Linked DNA regions of Sus scrofa: region 1 is linked to region 2. Evidence: chromatin contacts called from public HiChIP or PLAC-seq data. All regions are on one chromosome and are shown on one strand. The core of a region is the stretch at or near the end of the contact, and the rest is flanking DNA. Distances in the headings are between cores, read along the strand shown. Region 1 has its middle 240 kb from the start of SLC30A5. Region 2 overlaps PIK3R1 (phosphatidylinositol 3-kinase regulatory subunit alpha).

What was found. HiChIP or PLAC-seq counts read pairs in DNA pulled down with a chosen protein or histone mark.
Region 1: an H3K27ac HiChIP or PLAC-seq map of skeletal muscle shows a contact between it and region 2. The contact joins two enhancer-like sites. A contact is called at or near these places in 2 of 47 Hi-C or Micro-C datasets (embryonic fibroblasts and skeletal muscle) and 1 of 2 datasets of contacts at active chromatin or transcription factors (skeletal muscle).

Annotation. Positions count from the first base shown.
Region 1 is chr16:47,038,497-47,043,367 of Sscrofa11.1, reverse strand. No RefSeq gene overlaps it. Among named protein-coding and RNA genes, the nearest start is that of SLC30A5, 240 kb to the left of the region's middle. Within about 2 kb of position 1,702, at least 3 of the 83 cell types and tissues checked have an H3K27ac peak or open chromatin away from gene starts, as enhancers often do. A contact at or near this core is called in skeletal muscle, where this site is marked.
Region 2 is chr16:46,489,996-46,494,533 of Sscrofa11.1, reverse strand. The region is part of intron 2 of PIK3R1 (phosphatidylinositol 3-kinase regulatory subunit alpha); the gene reads right to left. Among named protein-coding and RNA genes, the nearest start is that of PIK3R1, 58 kb to the right of the region's middle. Within about 2 kb of position 3,278, at least 3 of the 83 cell types and tissues checked have an H3K27ac peak or open chromatin away from gene starts, as enhancers often do. A contact at or near this core is called in skeletal muscle, where this site is marked.

The DNA of each region.
Region 1 (4,871 bases), core at 453-2,952, 550 kb before region 2:
GCAGCTGTCCAGGTTCCCAGCAATACTTGCTGAAAAGACTGTCTTTTCCCCATTTTATGCTCTTGCCTCCTTTGTCTAAGATTAAGTGACTATAGGTGTCTGAATCAGACAATATCCTTATAGACTTTTGGTGTGATACTGTTTCTTCTTTCCTCTGAGGACAGTCCTTTGGGAATCCTAGCTTTATGCAGTGGTCTCAGATCTGACCTCCAACCTTGCCCAAGCCAAGGCTTAGTCTCTTGTCCCTAAAACTCAGGTTCTTGTCTTATTAAAACCCAGACTCTAATCTGCCAAGAATTGGCAAATTCCCCCAGGGTTCCAGCACTCACTTACCCCTGTGTGTTAAGCTGCATGTTATGTGGTTAACACAGAAAACTATGTTGATTTGAATTACATGAGAGAAATATGAGACTCTTCCTTTGTAACTTTCCTTCCTTCCTTCCTTCCTTCCTTCCCTCCCTCCCTCCCTTCTTTCCTTCCCTCCCTCCCTTCTTTCTCTTTCTTTCTTTCTTTCTTACTTACTTACTTTCTTTTTGGATTTTTAGGGCTGCACTCTTGGCATATGGAGGTCCCCAGGCTAGGGGGCTAATTGGAGCTACAGCTGCTGGCCTACGCCACAGCCAAAGCAACACCAGATGCAAGCCATGTCTGCAACCACACCACAGCTCATGGCAACACTGGATCCTTAACATACTGAGTGAGGCCAGGGATCAAACTCGCAACCTCATGGTTCCTGGTCAGATTCGTTTCTGCTGTACCATGATGGGAACTCCTGTCTTCCTTTGTAGCTTTCTAAAGTGTAACGAGGGGAGCACAGTTTACAGGAATAGATCAGCTCAGTACAGTGAAGACTGCTTCTCAATAAAATGAGCTGTTTCATGAGATAGTGAATTTCCTGTCACCATATGGATTCAAGGATAGGCTAGACAACTTACTGGGGACAGTTAGGTAGAGAGGGCTGGATTGGATTGGACAGGAGTGCTGCCCTCCTCTCCTTCCACTTGCTTGATGCTGATCTGCATACCAGAACCAAAGCCATAATTCACTCAGGAAGAAGCCTCCTTTCTCTTGCCATCTGAAAATTTAAAGTCTTGGCTTCCAGGTCTGTTCCCTGCCCTCCAGTGGCTCCTTGACACCTGGCAGCAGAGCTGTCTGGTCTGACAGGTTGCGCCAGAGCATGCGATGTCTGGGCTGCCAGGGTCTGCTGTTCACGTGGCCACGTCTCTGGGCTCTGTCAGGTGGCCATGGTTTGTCTTGGCTACATTGCTGTCAAGGGGGGAGGTAGACAGGGGGCAGGATGAGAGAGCAACAGGTGTTACCAGGCGTCTAGACAGAAACGTATCCTTATACCCACAGGAGCATTCGTTTAAAATAGCTCTTTCCCCAAATATTCTTCTGGTGGCACTGGGCCCGTCTGTGCTGTGGTTTAAGATCATTTGGCACCTCTCATTCTTGCAATCAGAGAATGGTTTCTGGGGCTGTAAAATCATCCGTGATCTAAACCAATTAGCTCAGCCAGGGGAGGATTACATGCACCAGCTCTGGTACGGGGGCAACTTCACGCAAGCTGATTTTACAAAGTTTTAGTGTTTTTGCTTGCCCTGTTCTCCTCTAGGGCTGTCATCATTTAACAGGATGAGGCCCTGGCAGGTGACATCTTTAGGTGCTTGTTCAATTGCCCTTGGAGAAACTGAGTGAAAAGTGTTCACACTGTCATGCTTGGTGCAGTAAGGACGGGAGGATGCCCTCTAAACGTGGGCAGTCTGTTTATATGAAGAGAGGAGTAAAATGTCCTTTTCCTGTTTGGGATGAATTGGAAACTGACAGAGCTTAGTCATGGGAGACATAGATGAGGCTCTGCCAAGAGTGCTGGGGCCTGAGGGCCCTTCATGGAACCCAGGCTGACATGAGGTTAAAGCCAAGGGGGCAAGTTCGATATAAGCTACAGGGACTTAGACTGTGCTTAGTGTCATACTATTCTGGCAAGTAAGGGACAGTGGTTTCATAGGTGAACTTGAGCAAGAAGAGCTGAGTTTGTAATGGGTTCCCCCAATAATTTCCTTTTGGTTTTGGCCCTTGTTAGAATAGCACCTTGAACTATGAGCAGAAAAAAAATAGAGAGAAAATGAGAATATAAAAATCTCACCCTTCCAGAGAAAGCTACAAGTGACATTTGGTTGTATATCCTTCCACATCCTTTTGTGTATGTGTGTGTGTCTTTTTATAGAAATGGAACCATACTCTTTGTCATCTCCTTACCTGCTTCTTATATTGATTCAATAAACAGATATCTAAAGAATGACTACCATGTACCTAGTCTTGTTCTAGGCACTGGGTGTGCACTGATGAACAACACAAATCCCTTACTTTCATGGAGCTTACGTTCTAGAAAGCATTCTGTGTTGAGCATCTTGTCCTATCCATTGATCCTTCTATGAAACAGCATTTTTAGGAGCTATATACTATTCTATTCTATAGATGGACTTTAATTTTTGTGTGTGCTGTTGTTGGAAATTCAGATGGTTTGCAACTTATTGCTCTTGCAAACAATGAGATGATGAACCTTTTGGTAGCTAATATGTCCATACAGATTTATCAGTAAAGGCTGTAATGGAAAACTAAAACTAAATGCTTTCTCTGGTAGTGGGGATAAATGTGTACTCTCTGGTTGTGACCTGCAGGCAATTAGTTGCAAACACTTGGGCTCAGAGGGTATCACTGACAGACTTGGCTGACCACATGGCTTGGGTTGGGGCAGGCGGGCCGCATGTGGATGTGTTTCAGCTGACCCAGGTGGACTGCCTGGCAGCACTCAGACCTGTGGATCAATTAAGGACACATAAGGGTTTCAGGGGTCTTTAGAGGACTGGTTGCTCTCACTGTGGTTTTAAAAAAATAAAGCTCCATGATAAACTACTGAAATTATATTTTAGCAAACCAAAGAAAAGGATTCTCTGTAGCACACACACAAAGGAGTTGGGGACAGCCTGTCCTTGTGCATTGAGGGCTGGGCAAGGACAGCGCAGCAGGTAGAAGGACCAGCTTTCATGAAGGCCTTTCTATATATTGAACCCTTGTGAGAAGAATGGGAGGCGAAGCAGTGAGAGGCAGCTGGCCACAGGAATGAAGGTTTGCTTTCACAGGGCTCCCTAAGTTTGTAGTTGTGTGTTCATTGTGCTTTAGATCATCTGTTTGTGTCCATGATGTGCTCTTAGGCTTACCAGAGGAAGTGAGTCCTTCCTTTTTTTTTTTTTTTTTTTTTTTTTTTTTCGTCTTTTTGACTTTTCTAGGGCCGCTCCTGAGGTATATGGTAGTTCCCAGGCTAGGGGTCTAATCAGAGTTGTAGCCACTGGCCTACACCACAGCCACAGAAACTCGGGATCCGAGCTGCATCTGTGGCTTGCACCACAGCTCACGGTAACACTGGATCCTTAACCCACTGAGCAAGGCCAGGGATTGAACTCGCAACCTCATGGTTCCTAGTTGGAGTCATTAACCACTGTGCCACGACGGGAACTCCAAATGAGTCCTTCCTTTTGCCGGATAGTTCTGGTGAATAAGACCAACATATTGAAATAATTTTAAATACCTTCTTCTTCTACACCCCTCTCTTCCCCTAATTCTATCCAGTCTCCCAAAGTCTCTTCAATCTGTGTTCAATGCCTAATCCTCTCTCACTTGAAGAATTGCTAGGGCACTCATGGGTCTCCTGGCTCCCTCTTCCCTGAGCCCATGTCCCACACAATGTCGTAAGTGATCCCTGTGATGTGAACTTGGCCTTCCATTACCGCCCTGTTAAAAACCCCCAGGGGCTTCCTGTTGCAAGTTGAAGGGTGAAATGCAAACTCCTTAGAGACCGATAAGTCTTCTAAGCTGCCCAGTCTACCTGCCCAGTGCTATCTCCAGACACACCCACTCCTGTTTTCCACACCTGTGCACCACTTGCAGCCACCAGGGAGTAACACATTCATTCAGGCCCCCGTGTCCTTGCACACACTCTTCCTTTCTGCCCGGGATGACTTCCCCCTTTTGTTCCTGCTGGGTTCCTCCTCACATCCAGGCTCCCGCTTTGTTGTGACCCCTCTGCAATGTGTCCATCTCTATGTTAAAACTTATCAAGCTGCTCCTTGGCTTGTCTACTTGTGTGGATCCCCTCCTGGATGGCGATCTCCTTGAGGATGAGGAATGAGTCTTGTTCTTGTTTGCATCCCCCATCCCGTAGCAGTGCTTGACATATATTTGTTGCTGTATGTTGGAGGAGTTGATACAATCTGGACTGCAAAAGTGTTTTATTTGATGCAGATCTAACCAGATAGAATGTGTTCTCAGTGTTTTGCTCTGATTTATATTTTCAGACATCTTTTTAAAAGAATTTTATTCTAAAGGCAATTAATTATGTTACATAAAGGATGTTTACCAGATAGAGTAGATTCTCACATTCTCTTAGACACATGATTTGATGTTGCAAATCCCCACACACGCAAGTTATTCAGATTGTGAGTGGTGAATTTAGTTGCTGGGCTCTCTGACTTCAGACCATACTCTTGACTTCTATACAGCTATAATGGCTAGAGGTGCTGGTGTTTTGAGTCCAAGAGAAGGAGCTGTAAGTGGAAAGAAAGGGAAATGTGGAAAAAGAAAACAAACAAACAAACAAAAAAAACCCCAAACCCCTCCATGACTATCTGTGTCTATATAGACATTAAAAACTAGGCAAATTGCTTTCTTTTTTTAGTGTCTCAGTTTCCATATTTGTCAAATGTGAATAATAATATTCTCCTTTATGAGACAGCTATAAGGATTAAGTAGGATAATGTGTCTTATATAACAAATGCTAAAAAGTAGCAGTGATATTTATTTTCCTAGAATTC
Region 2 (4,538 bases), core at 2,029-4,528:
GAGCTAAATAGACTCATGTCAAATTCCTCAAACTGCAGAATATGAGTAAATGAGTAAATGAAAATAGCTACATGTGTAGTCTGTTTATCAGCCATCAATAAACTTTTAGACACTTAAGGTTCATAAAGGTATGTACTTTTATCTAGGAATAGTTTATATAATCTAAGAAAAACTGAATACTGACAACGTCATCTCAATGAGATCTTAGTGGTGTGATTCTTTATTATAAGCCACGTACCAGGTTAATAAGCAAATGTCTAATGAAGCCCATCTTTCTAGTACTGAGTCAGCATGGGAAAAGAACAGATTCACAAGACAAGAGTAAAGTCAGCTTATGTTGTTAAATTTTAACCTCATTTCTGTCATTTTGAAAACCCAAACCCTAGACTCTAAGACCCCTTTAGGTTGCAGTATTCCCTGAGATAGACTATAATGTGATCTTGCCACCTAACTCTATTAGCCATTCTAACTGCCCACGATAAAAGGAGAAGAGCTATGTTACGGAAGGAAATCGTAGAGCAGCACCCTCCCATAAAACCTGCTGTGATGATGGAATGTTCTATTAGTTGTGCCACCCAACAGGTGCTGCTGAGCACTTGAAAGTGGAGCTACTGCAAAGGAGGAAGTGAATTTTTTAATACTTACTGATTTAAAGTGAAATAGGTCTATCTGGCTGGTGACCACGGTATTGAAGAAGCCTATAATCTGAGCCAGGGCAAATTTTGCCAACAGTAGCTAAAAGATTCCCAAGTTGACTTTGTGCTACAAAGAGCCCATGATAAAGCTGTCCCCGAGAACAAGGAACCAGACATGGGCTTCAGCACCTGAACTCAGGGCATACAAAGGTTATCACTCAGTTTCCTGGGCCACTTTGTCCCATGGCAACAGCACTCAAACACATTTTACAAAGGCATAAAGGCAGGACAGATATGCCGCTAGATGCCATAATGATGGTCACGATGAGGAGAGCTGAGTGGGAACATCACCGCACCCGTGTTTTTCCCCCGCCTGCCTGCACCAATGGATCACGGGGAGAACCTGTGGAAGACAGATGCCTGGGTACGACCACAAACTCCCTGAATCAGGAGAGCCAGGAAGGGAACCAGCAATCTGTTTTGGGTTAACAGTACATTTTAGGACATGCTATTAGGAGAAGCAAATCCATCTGGGTAACCCTCACCCCCTGCCTGACAAAAATCCAGCAATAACTTCGGCCAAAATCTATAAAAATATGAGGATACCTGAAAAAGTGCTAGAAACACCAATACCTTGCAAGGTTTGTAGTCTTGAGCATTGAAAGCACGGTTAAGATTTAAAACAAGAAATACTAGAAAATGAAAGAGCACAACATTTCATTTCCTCTGACAAATGATCAACTACTTCCCTTTGCCTGAGCTGATCAGCTCACAAAAACCTCCTCCCCCGTAAATGCTTTCTACACTGTGCAAAATATCATCCCAGCAGCATAAGGTGACAGAAGGAAAACATAAAGGTAGGGACATGTTACTAATGGGGGCTCACTGTAGTGTTTCTCCATGGTCCTCTCAAACTTACAGAGCTCACAGCACATGCCAAGGTCCAGAAAGCTAAAAGCTAAACAGCAAACACAGGAACCCACAAATCCACACAACACTCGTCCAACCAACATGCCTAGTTCCTCCTTCCTGTTCTTCATAAATTACACAGGCATTTTTTTTTTTAATAAAGTTGGCAACTGAAAATGGAATTACTTAATCAAGGTTTATCGCCTTGTAGAATCTTATCAACACAATCATTTCTGCAGGCAAATATGGAAGTTAAGTGATAATTAGAGATTTCACTTAACAGTGATTGAAATATGCATCTGACAGTTGTTCTATTACTGGGTTGGCAAATACTACATATAAAGTTGTTTCTACTGCTCTTATTTCTTCACTTCAGCTTGAAGAAGGTGGGGGTGGGGGGCACACTACCTTATTTCCTTAGCCTTTCAATGTGTCTCTGGCAAATATGGTAGTTACCTTTCCATATCCTGAGCTGCAAAATACCACTGGTTTTACTCATTCAAATGCTACATGAAGTTTCTAAAAAGCATTGTGATGGCGACCAGGTCCTTGCAACAACACCTCACAAAGTGCACCCTGGAATATTTTAATAAGAAAAAACTAGACCATATAGTGTGGAGTACAGGTACTCCTTTTGTACTATATTGACTGAACATATCACTGAATTTTTAATATTGAAGAAAGTATATTACCCAAGTAGAGAAATCCATCCTACCTGATCAAAGTTTTGCCATGGGAATGTTAAAAGGTAAATTTTACAAAGAGAGAAGACTTTTTAAAGTAACAATTCAAGGATTTCCTATTCTCTAGCACAATATCTATGATTCAATCCATTTCCCCTTTAAAATGTTTAAACATAGGGAATGAGGAAGCACTACACAAGAAGCCTTTAAAGTTCACATTTTCCACTTTGGGCACCAGGATCAATTAGCAGCGAAAGTCGAAAATGCCGTTCTAAAGCAAAATACTAATTATTTCAACAACCCTAAAATCCACCATTCCTTTAATTTTATCAAATATACAAGGTCAATATTTACATTTCTGTTAGATCCCACCTTAGGAAATTCCAACAGGAAATGACAGTTGCTAGGAAGTACCAAATTTGGCAAGTTGTCCTCTGAAAAGTCCATGATAAAGTACCATATCACACAGTTCAATAAACTAAAATGTGATATAACTAAATATGCATATTTAAATATACAGAGATTATATATGGCGACTATCAAACAAAACACAAATTACCAGAGCATGATTCTCATCAAGTTGACACATCAATTCTCACTTGATTTCGCCTTCCAGACAGACTTTTACACCTGAATGAAGAATTTTTTTTTTTTTTTTTAAATCTGGCTGTAGCCAGTGTGTATGTCTGGATAGCCAAGTCTACTCTTAAAACTCTGGGTGAATTTTCAACTCCCCTACTTCAGTCCAACATCAGTTTTTCATTTGGGGAATCATTTTTCATCAGAAGAAATCTGTATCGCTTAAGGAGAAAGAAGACAAGAAGAGCAGAAGGCTCTAAAAGCGGTGGTGAAGCCAAGACATGTATTATTTCAAAGGAAAAGGGGAATTGGTCCTTAACAAGGACACCAGTGAACGAGGTGTCCCAGGTTGCAGAAGAAATTTTTGATGACACATCAGAGCTGCATTTTCCACTAGGTCTCCCCACTCCGCTCTCCCCTCCCCACTTGCCCTGGTGACAACCAATCACATGGAACAGAAGAGCCCTTCTCTCCCAACTTAGGCCCTTCCCATACCACTAACACGGACAGGCCTGAACAGTCCTTGGGCACCAGTGGCGTGTGGGAGACAGTGGCATTCCTCACGGTAAACGGTGCCAACACCGCTACAAAGTGCAAGATGAAACCAGCACACAGCTGCACCTTTTGGAGCCTTCTCCATTAAAAAAAAAAAAAAAAAAAAAAAAAAGATATTTTAGAGTTACTGCCTGGCACGGATGAATGGAAAATTTAAGCTGAAATTCTGGACTCCAGAGACTGCCCAAGCCAAGTATTTCATTACTGATGGAAGGAGCTTGGAAGTACATAAAAAACTGCCACTTACCTTTTAAAATGTAACACAAATACACAGAAAGTATATGCAAAGTGTGGATCAATATTAAATTAAGATGCTTGTCTTTTAACTGTTGCTCAATCAAAACTTTACTCCTGTCTGACACAATCTCCCTCATTCTTTCAAATGAAAAAAATGTACATTCTGGTGGGCAAAAATCTAAAAAAACCCCAAATACTTTCCTTAAATACACCTTATAAGCACGTTCATACTTTATGCCTATATGGCTAATATCTTGAACGTTTAAACTTCTCAAGTTCTATGGGCAAAGCCATAACGAATGCTGGCTAAGATAATGCATCTAAAAACCGCAAACAAAACAATTCTGAGTTCCTTCATTTTGGACCACACCTGTTTAATCAGTAGTGGATAAATTATTAAAACTGTTAGGTTTAAAGCCAAAGACAGCTGGGTTTTAATCTTGGTTTTGCCACTTAGGGTATGCTAATTAACTTGAACCTCGGTTTCTTCATCTGTGACATGAGAATAATTTTAAGTATAACAAGGACTAAATGAGTGATATATAGACAAACATGGGTAAGCAGAGTGCCTAGCATGTAGCAAAGCACAAACTAATGGGTAGCTGCTGTTAACTTCGAATTATTCATGCAATCTTTTTTCATTATTATTAACAGGTTTTTAAAATAGCCAATTGCACTGGCAAATTTTAAGACCAGAAACTTTTTTTCTTTTTTTTTCATTTTAGGCTGCCCTGCAACATATGGATTTGGCAGGTTAAGGATCAGATCTGAGTTGCAGCTGTGACCTACATGGCAACCTCGGCAATGCCAGATTCTTTCACCCACTATGCCAGGCCCAGGATTCAAACCTGTGTCCTGATGCTGCAGAGATGCCACTGATCCCACTTCACCACAGTGGGAACTCCCAGAAATTATTATAATTAAGAATTATAAGAATTCT